Linked DNA regions of Mus musculus: region 1 is linked to region 2. A link is a contact called in public promoter capture Hi-C data. All regions are on one chromosome and are shown on one strand. The core of a region is the stretch at or near the end of the contact, and the rest is flanking DNA. Distances in the headings are between cores, read along the strand shown. Region 1 holds the start of Tnnt1 (troponin T1, skeletal, slow). Region 2 has its middle 23 kb from the start of 1700095K22Rik.

Region 1 (4,428 bases), core at 931-3,430, 510 kb after region 2:
GGGATTCAAGCCTCACCTTCCTCCTCCTCCACCGCTTCCTCATCTGGAAAGGAGTGGGGACACATAAATGTTAGGAACTCTGGAGCAGTGAATGTGTCCCAGAGACTCAGAGATTAGCCTCAGCACTCCCCACTCAGACCCAGGAGAGCAGGCCTCCTCCCTCCTCCCTCAGACCTGGGGTCCAAGCCCTAGTCCTGGATAGGAGACTGGGTTAACAAGATGACCCTCTGTGCCCCAGCTGCAAATGTAACAGGGAGCATTTCCAGTTGCTGCCAGGGGTTTTCTGAGAGTAGCATCAGTATACCACACCCCTACCCTTACACCAAAGTGGGGCTAGACTGCTCCAGGAGCCGTTTCCTCCAAGTCAGAACTCCAGAGGGCCTACCCGACCCCTTAGGCCAGCCCACTCCCCACTCACCTTCTGCCTGCTCCCTAGAGACATGAACAAGGAGAGAAGAGAGAAGAGAGGACAGTTAGCCATCTTGGGATAGGATGATCTCTCCACATTGTAAGCCCCCAAGCCCCCAGACTGCGTTGCTCACTCCTCATATTCTTGTTCTTCGGTGTCTGACATCCTGGAGAGACCTGCAGACCAGAGAGAGGAGGCTGAGTGAGATAGATCCCTAAGGAAGGGGGCTGGTGCCTGAACTCCTGAGTCTGATGGAGGAGGAATGGGATCTGGGAAGGCTGGCATCCAGCCCAGCCCAGGCCATGGAGGCCAGGCCGCAGCCCCACAAGCAGGCGGCAGTAGGCCTCCTTCACCACAGCTGTTTTCTTTTGTCCTGGGACAGGTCCATGAGAACCTGATCCCTGGAGGGATTAGTAGATACTGGAAAAGGGACAGGATTTAAAGACAATAGCTGCCCCACTTCTAGTGCTATTTTGGGGGAATGTCACAGACAAAGAAACAGAGGACATTTCCCAATAAGGAGTTGGAGAAGTGGGGCTCCCCCCACCCCAGCCCCACTGCTCCCCTCCTACCACAGCCCTGATTCCTCCCATCCTGTCCCGCTTTCCCCTTCCCCCTACATTCCACAAAGGGATGGCTGTATCAAGAGCAGCTTCGTCCTGAGACCCTAAAGTCAGTGACCCCCTCATCCAAACTCTGCTGTTCTAGGCCTGAAAGCCCCCAGGTTGAGATCTTCAAAGCTCACTACCCACAGATTCTGAGATCCAGTCCTATGCCCCTGTTGTGTGAGACCAAGAAATCTTCGCATCTCTCGGTTGGGTGCCCAGTTCATACCAGCACATGAATTCTGGGCACTAACAGTCTCAGACCCTCAGGATTGGAAGAGGGTTGGAGGGTGGTGTTGAGACACGGTCTCATATAACCCAAACTAGCCTTAGACTCACTATGTAGCCAAGGATAACCTTGAATTCCTGATTCTTGTGCCTCCCAGAACATCAGAACAGTCTGCCCCCAGATATAAGATCCTCAAATACCTGACAACCAAACTCAGGGATCCCTTTTAGGACACCACGAATAACAGTGTCACTGTTCCTAATAGTTGGCTGTTTCTTTGTTTGTATTCCAAGACAGGACATTGTTGTTTCTCAGCTGGCCCTGAACTCAAAATCCTCTGCCTCAACCTCTTGAGCACTGGGACTTCTGGCCCTAAGCCCTCCCCAGTTCCCCGTACCTCATACTCTCCAAAGCTTAATTCACGGGGCACCTGCCCTTCCACAATTTCCCAGTCTCTGAACCGTTTTTGTTTGGTTTTGCTTTGGTTTGAGATGATATTATTATGTTGCCCTGACTAGTCAGAACTCTGTAAACCAGGCTAGACTTGAACTCATAGAGATCCACATGCCTCTGCCTTCAGAATGCTTCCTCCACAATGTTAAGAAGAGCAGCCCCAGATTATGTACCCCCCCCCCAGATTCTACCCCTCCACTTTTGCCACTCCAAGTCTTCCCAAAGGCTCAGGCTTAGCTGGGTTGCTGCTGCCTATAATCTCAACTCTCAGGAGGCAGAAGGATTGCAAACTCAAGGCCAGCCTGGGCTACCGAATGGGACTGTCTCAAAGAAGGAGGAAGAGGAGGAGGAGGAGGAAGGAAGAGAATATTCTGTCCCCACTGTCACACCTGGCCCCCATTCCCCAAAGACATCAGTGTTAAGAACTCAGAGACAGTTACCTAAGGCTGGGTCCACAGATGCTGTAGAGGGAGTCTGAGGCTTCTGAGGACAGTGACGCACCCCCTGGATTTATAGCTAGGTGCTGAGCCCCGCCCCAGGTTGGAGGAGGGGGCGAGGATTCCGATATTCAGACACCATCCCCCATGCTCAGAGCCCTGCCCTGCCCCCTCTGGCTCCATCCAGTTTGGGGGTCCAACACCTGTCATCGGCTTCAACATCCCTGTAGGATTTCCATCAGCAAACACCGTAGGGCTCAGGCTCCATCAGGCCACCCCTCAAACCCTCTTAGAGTACCCAACAATACCCAGTGCTTTGGAGTTCCCAAGACTGGAAACAGTACAGGAAAAGGAGGCTTAATGACCCAGGGGAATGTCTTAAGTGAGGTTCTATTTCTACCTCTGTGTGGCTTCTCTCAAACTTCTCTCATGGCCTCTGTCTCTGGCCTCCATCTGTATATTCTGTGTCCTTCCCCCCTCCCCACATGCCCCCCCCCCCGCTTCCTCCATCTCTCTCCTCTCTGTCTCTGTCCAAATGTCTCCCCCCTCCCTACCCCCACTCTTTTGTCCACCACCAGAATTCCACCGTGGTGACAACAGGCAGCTAAAGCTGGGAAGCAGGTGTGGGGAGGGGGGAGGGGATGAGATGTCAGACTGGAGAGCCCTCACTCTCCCAGCCCCTCCTCTTTCTAACCAACAGGAACATTTTTAGTATCCTCCCACCACCAACCCCCACTCCCAGTCAAGCCGTGACCTTGAACTCCAGGGAAGCTAGTGGTGGCAAGGCAAGCTTTCTCGCCCCCTCCATGCCTCCCTCCAGTGCAGTTCTGTTTCTGTGGGTGTTCTGGGCTTCTCTTCCCCTCTTGGGTTTGGACTCTTTGATCTTTCTCTCCTCTCTCTTCCCTCTCTCTCTCTCTCTGTGTATGTGTGTGTGTGCACACACATACACACACACACACATGTCCATTGTCTGTCATCTGGATTGCTGTGAAATTCTGCATAGCTTTTGGTTTTTGTTTGTTTGGGGAATGAGATAAAAGATTTGAAATGAAAGATGTTCCACATAGTAGGTCCCATGTAGCCCTCATTAGACTAGAACTCATTATGTAACTAAGTACAGCCTTGAATTTCTGATCCTCCAGCCACCACTTTCCAGTGGTGGGATTAACACGATCTCTCTGTGGTTTTGTCCGTGTGTTTCTGGCGGTCGGTGTGTCTGTATATTTCTCTAAGCTGTTTATCACTTGGGCTCTGCCCCTCTGTGTCTGGGCCATGTGTCTCTCTGTCTCTCTTTCTCAAGCCTTCTGCATGTCTTTGTGTCCTCTCTCTCTCTCTCTCTCTCTCTCTCTGGTTGGGTGGGTGGTTGGTTAGTTGGTTGGTTTTGGTTTGAGTTTAGTTTGGGGTTTTTTGAGACAGGATCTCACTATGGCCGACCTGGAATCCAGTATGTAGACCAGCCTAGCCTCGAACTCACAGAGATCCAGTGGCCTCTGCCTCCCGAGTGCTGGGATGAAAAGTGTGTGTGCCACCACACCCGACTTGCTTTCCTATTTCTTTTTTTTTTTTAAAGATTTTTTTATTTATTTTTATTATATGTAAGTACATTGTAGCTGTCTTCAGTCACCCCAGAAGAGGGAGTCAGATCTCATCATTACGGATGGTTGTGAGCCACCATGTGGTTGCTGGGATTTGAACTTCGGACCTTCGGAAGAGCAGTTGGGTGCTTTACCCACCGAGCCATCTCACCAGCCCACTTTCCTATTTCTGTCTCTTACAGGATCTCTGTCATCTGTCTGCCTCACTGTGAATATAGCCGTGTTTCTATTTTTCTTTTCTTGGTGCTCTAAAAAAAAATATTTTTAATAAAGAATTGTGATATGGGGGCTGGAGAGATGGCTCAGCAGTTAAGAGCGCCGACTGCTCTTCTGAAGGTTGTAAGTTCAAATCCCAGCAACCACATGGTGGCTCACAACCATCCATAATGAGACCTGATGCCCTCTTCTGGGGTGTCTGAAGACAGCTACAGTGTACTTACATAATAAAATAAATAAATCAAGAAAAAAAAAAGAATTGTGATATGTATAGATAGTCTGCTTGTCTGAGCAGTGGCTAGAAGAGGACATAGAACCTCTTGGCACTGAGTTACAGATATTTTGAACTGCTATGTGGATATTGGGAATCAAACCTGGATCCTCTAGGAAACCCAGCCAGTTCTCTTAACCCCAGAGCCACGTCTTTCCTTGGGCTTGGCACGTTCTATGCTCTCTGTAGAAGAGACTAGCCCATGTGAGAAAC
Region 2 (4,532 bases), core at 953-3,452:
AGGATGTTGAACATTTTTTTCAGGTGCTTCTCAGCCATTGGGTATTTCTTAGGTGAGAATTCTTTGTTCAGCTCTGAGCCCCATTTTTTAATGGGATTATTTGATTTTCTGGAGTCCACCTTCTTGAGTTCTTTATATATGTTGGATATTATTCCCCTATCTGATTTAGGATAGGTAAAGGTCCTTTCCCAATCTGTTGTTGGTCTTTTTGTCTTATTGACGGTGTCTTTTGCCTTACAGAAGCTTTGCAATTTTATGAGGTCCCATTTGTCTATTCTTGCTCTTAGAGCACAAGCCATTGCTGTTCTATTCAGGAATTTTCCCCCTGTGCCCATATCTTCAAGGCTTCTCCTGTACATCTTTAAGTGATTTATTAAAGTCCATCTTGATGTCCTCTACCATCATTATGAGATATGCTTTTAAATCCGAGTCTAGCTTTTTGGATGTGTTGGGGTATCCAGGACTGGCTCAGGTGGGAGTGCTGGGTTCTGATGATGGTGAGTGGTCTTGGTTCCTGTTAGTAAGATTCTTACATTTGCCTTTTGCCATCTGGTAATCTCTGGAGTTAGTTGTTATAGTTGTCTCTGTTTGGAGCTTGCTCCTCCCATAATTCTGTTAACCTCTGCCAGCAGACCTGTGAGACTAGCTCTCTCCTGAGTTTCAGTGTTCAGAGTACTCTCCGCAGGCAAGCTCTCCTCTTGCAGGGAAGGTGCACAGATTATCTGGTGTTCGGACCTGCCTCTTGGTGAACATGAAGGCCCAAAACAGGACCTGTCCCAGAAGCTGTGTAGCTTCTGTAGTCTACACTCTCACCTGCACAGACTAGTCCCTCAGAGATCCAGGACCAGAGATGGCTCCCCCAAGTGCTCCGGCAAAGCCCTCCCAGGCGGGTGGACACCCCTACTCCGGTGGGGAAGGTGCCTGGATGTCTGTAGCCCAAAACAGGGTCTGCCCCAGCAGCTGTGTCACTTCTGTCTGTTGCAGAATCTGTGCAGCTTCTGTAGTCCACACTCTCATCTGCACAGACTAGTCTATGAGGGATCCAGAAACCCTAATGTGACTTCTTTACAGCCTTTGTATAATGTTCTTTTGATTTTTTTCTGACGGCTCCTCTAAAGGGTGAGCTGGATATCTCATGAATAATCAACAAGTAGTCATAGAGACTCCTGGCCTCTCAGCTCAGTTAGCATAGTTGACAGCAGTACTGAATGTTTTTCAGCCTGTAAATGATGCTCTTTATGTTTTTACTAATAGTTTATATGTTGCACAATCGATTCCCTTATTGGAGACTTGTGGTACATTTAACTTTAATATGCAAGAAGGATCTCTGTTTTCACAATTGCAAAATATCATTCTTGCCCAAAAACATCTGTTTTATATTGGTCATATACGAGCACATTCTGGTCTTCCTGTACCTTTTGCTGCAGGCAATGATTTCATCGACAGAGCTCTAATAGGAGAGGCCTTAATTTCAGATCCTGTTGCTTTGACTAGATGTGATCATGATAAATTACATTTCTCTAGCTGACCCACTCTACCGTCTCGCCAGCAAAACGCATGCAGGCCACTCGGATCCTTCTGCAGTACAGCTTTAATACATCTCGAGAGATAGATGATCAGCTTCAGGAGAGGAGACCCAGAGAGCAGAAAACCCTTCCCTTTTATAGGCTGCGAAAAAATGGTTGGAGATGTGCACCACTGGGATTGGCTGCCCACTATCAGTCAGTTAACGCCACGAGAAAGGCAGGGCTCAGGTAATGGAACGATACCCTGACGCCTGCGCACATTTTACTACGAGCAACGGATGTCAGCGCCATCTTGTAACGGCCTGCCTGGGCATGTCTTGGCCTGTTCTGCTATGTTCTCAGCCCCAGGTTTTAAAGCTCACAAACAACTCTTTGGGCTTTTTGACATACATTACATGAGTCACAGGTTTCAAGTTTTATTTCCTTTCAATGGCTGCCTGAAAGACTGGTTCGTCAAGTGGACACAGATCCTGAATCTTCTAGTAAGTATGATTCTAACCTCGATGATGGCTAAAAATCCTTTTTAGTTGAAAAAGTTATTTGGAGCTCAGCCTCCATTTCCAGAGAATTTACAGCCTTTCTGTTGATTCTCAGAGTCACCTCTCCTACACTGAAAGGTCAGAGTCTAAGCTTGTTCATTGCTAATTTGCAACTGAATAGAGTACCTGGACTTCCCGGAAGAAGCTTTTATCCTGTTGTTTTTCAACTGACTTTGTTTTTTCAAGCAGATCAGTCAACGCCTTACAGCCTGTTTTCAGCAAGCATGCAGCCCCGCCTCTAGCAAGTACAGGTGGCAGAAATTCATTGATATGAAGAAGCATATTGAGTATATATTGTGGCTTTGGTCTGATTTGGGAATAAGGTGTGGTATGAGGGCCATTCAGTCAATGTCGGGCAACCAGATTTCAGAACTATATCAATCGAAGACAGAGGTATATGCCAAGAGGCCGTGGTTTATTAATAATACACCACAGAGCCATGTTGGTGTAAAATAAACACAAACAAGCTGCATAAGAATAAGATAAGAATAGTTGACAGATAAGAATAGTTCGGGAAAATCAGAGATATCCCAAGCCAGGCACGGCCGCCAGCCACCATAACTCCCAGGCAGGACTATGGAGCATAAAAATAATTTTATGCCTCAGTCCAGCTAATTTTTAGTATATATTTAGGGAGGAATTGTAGCCTCCCTCAGCTTTGAAGCAGGCTGCCACTGAATATAAGATCACCTGGAGTGTAGCTATATTATGATGGCTATATTATGTCAACTACCACTGTTCTCCAAGACTCTGCTACCTGCTGAGAGACCTTGAGACATTCCAGAGACACATCCTATCCTGCATGTCGCCTACAGGCTGGCTCCAGACACCAAGAATGGATTGGCGGGGGATTGGCCTCCCCTCTTTATAAGCACAGACTCTTAGTAAACTTTGGGGTCTTGATCAGAGAAAAATTTGTCTTAGCCTCATTCTTTTCTCGCTATCTAGTCTCTTTCAGCCCCAGCCTGCCTTTCAGGAGTACCCGGTTCATGTAAGGCTTACAGTTACACTGTGCTAAAGAGATGGAGCCTTGCTAGGGATACCTTCAAGAACTCATAAAAATTTTTGCTCTCTGTCTACTATGCAGATACATGTGATGGTTGGAGCTGCAGTGGCATTGTGAATTAAAATATGAGTTTAATATGAGTGTGTAAGAACAAAGACTGAGAAAAGAAGGAGCCTCCATCTCTGGGAACCTACTGTTGCTATCACAGAATCCCTGTTGAGGTTTCAGACTTTGTAGGAAGGAGACCAGCAAGAGAGATGGGCGAGGTCAAGAAATGTATGGCTAAGTTACCTGGATTCTGGTTTTTAATAAGTGATGGTGAACATAAAAGGGAATCAAAGAAGACTCTGTTATCTGATACAGCACCAAAGACAAGGGTGAAAGATCAGGTATGTGTAGATGAGAAACCTGCAAAATTTATAGTATGTTGGAGGAGGAGACTATTGTGTGATAGTCATGTGGCTTAAAGTGGGTTTTTTAAGAAGGCTTCAAATACATGCAACTACTATCTACTATGGCCATTGATGGGGAGGGGTTAGAATCACGTAGATATGACTCTCCATCCTTCATGTGAGTGATCCAGCCCAGTCAGAATCCTGAAAGAGAAATGCTAGTGAGAAAAATATACACTGCCCAGGTTCCTTCAGCTGGGGGTCAAAAGTCAGAGAACAAGTGTGACATGAAACTTGCAAACTTTCTAATCAGGATCCTTTCCCAATGAGAGTATTCTCCTCTGTAATAGAAAGCTGAAAAGAATCAAACAACCTCCAGATGACCCCATTTAAATCCACTTTTCTCCAACTTTCAATGACACACTAGAGAGCTACACACACTCAGATGTCCTCAGGGTTGGCTCAGGACATTAGGCTGGTAGATGCTTGTGGGTATGAATGGCCCCTCCCCGTAGAAATTTGGCACTCCTGGGCTATACAGTGAATGGGATCTTAGGCTTGTGTCTCCCTTCCTCTCTGTTTCTCTGATCTCTCTTCATTCGCATACTCTCTGCAAGACCTTGATGTATATGGAATATGATGGGGACATGGTCCAGTGGCTCAGCTTGCTCTGTCTGCCCTGTGGTAGAAGGATAGACTCTTCAACCAGGAAGAGGGAGCTCACAGGGCTATATCACAGGAATGGAGGTACTGAAATCCAAACAACATTTGGACCTCCACAAGTAAGTTACAGAAATTCTTAGTTTCATGTACTGATGTCTTTTGCAATTGGCTGAAGCAAGGTTACAAGCTAGATTACAAGCTAGATTAAACCTATATGTATTGTTCACTTGTCATAGCTGAATATGTGCAATCAAAGTAGATAAGTGATGTGTTGCTACCGAAATCATCTATAACTGTCTTGATATATTTATGGTTTGTAGGTTAAGTGATGGCCCGCATTGCACCAGGGCTCAGGCTGCTGGTGGAGGCAGGACTCAGGAGTTTTGACTGTGCTTTCCCCATGCCA

Evidence for each region. Promoter capture Hi-C pulls out the DNA fragments that hold promoters and counts their contacts.
Region 1: a contact with region 2 is called in a promoter capture Hi-C map of embryonic stem cells, with 2.6 times the contacts expected there. The contact joins the promoter of Tnnt1 here to the enhancer-like site in region 2. A contact is called at or near these places in 9 of 39 promoter capture datasets (the 3T3-L1 cell line, the C10 cell line, the HPC-7 cell line and 5 more), 4 of 115 datasets of contacts at active chromatin or transcription factors (bone marrow-derived macrophages, embryonic basal ganglia and embryonic stem cells) and 3 of 9 other capture datasets (adipose tissue, liver and macrophages).

Annotation. Positions count from the first base shown.
Region 1 is chr7:4,513,795-4,518,222 of GRCm38.p6, forward strand. It overlaps Tnnt1 (troponin T1, skeletal, slow), which reads right to left and starts at 2,181. Exons shown (of 14, transcript NM_001277903.1): 1 at 2,137-2,181; 2 at 543-585; 3 at 419-432; 4 at 17-43. The coding sequence starts at 574.
Region 2 is chr7:4,002,004-4,006,535 of GRCm38.p6, forward strand. No RefSeq gene overlaps it. Among named protein-coding and RNA genes, the nearest start is that of 1700095K22Rik, 23 kb to the left of the region's middle. Within about 2 kb of position 2,203, at least 4 of the 459 cell types and tissues checked have an H3K27ac peak or open chromatin away from gene starts, as enhancers often do. A contact at or near this core is called in embryonic stem cells, where this site is marked.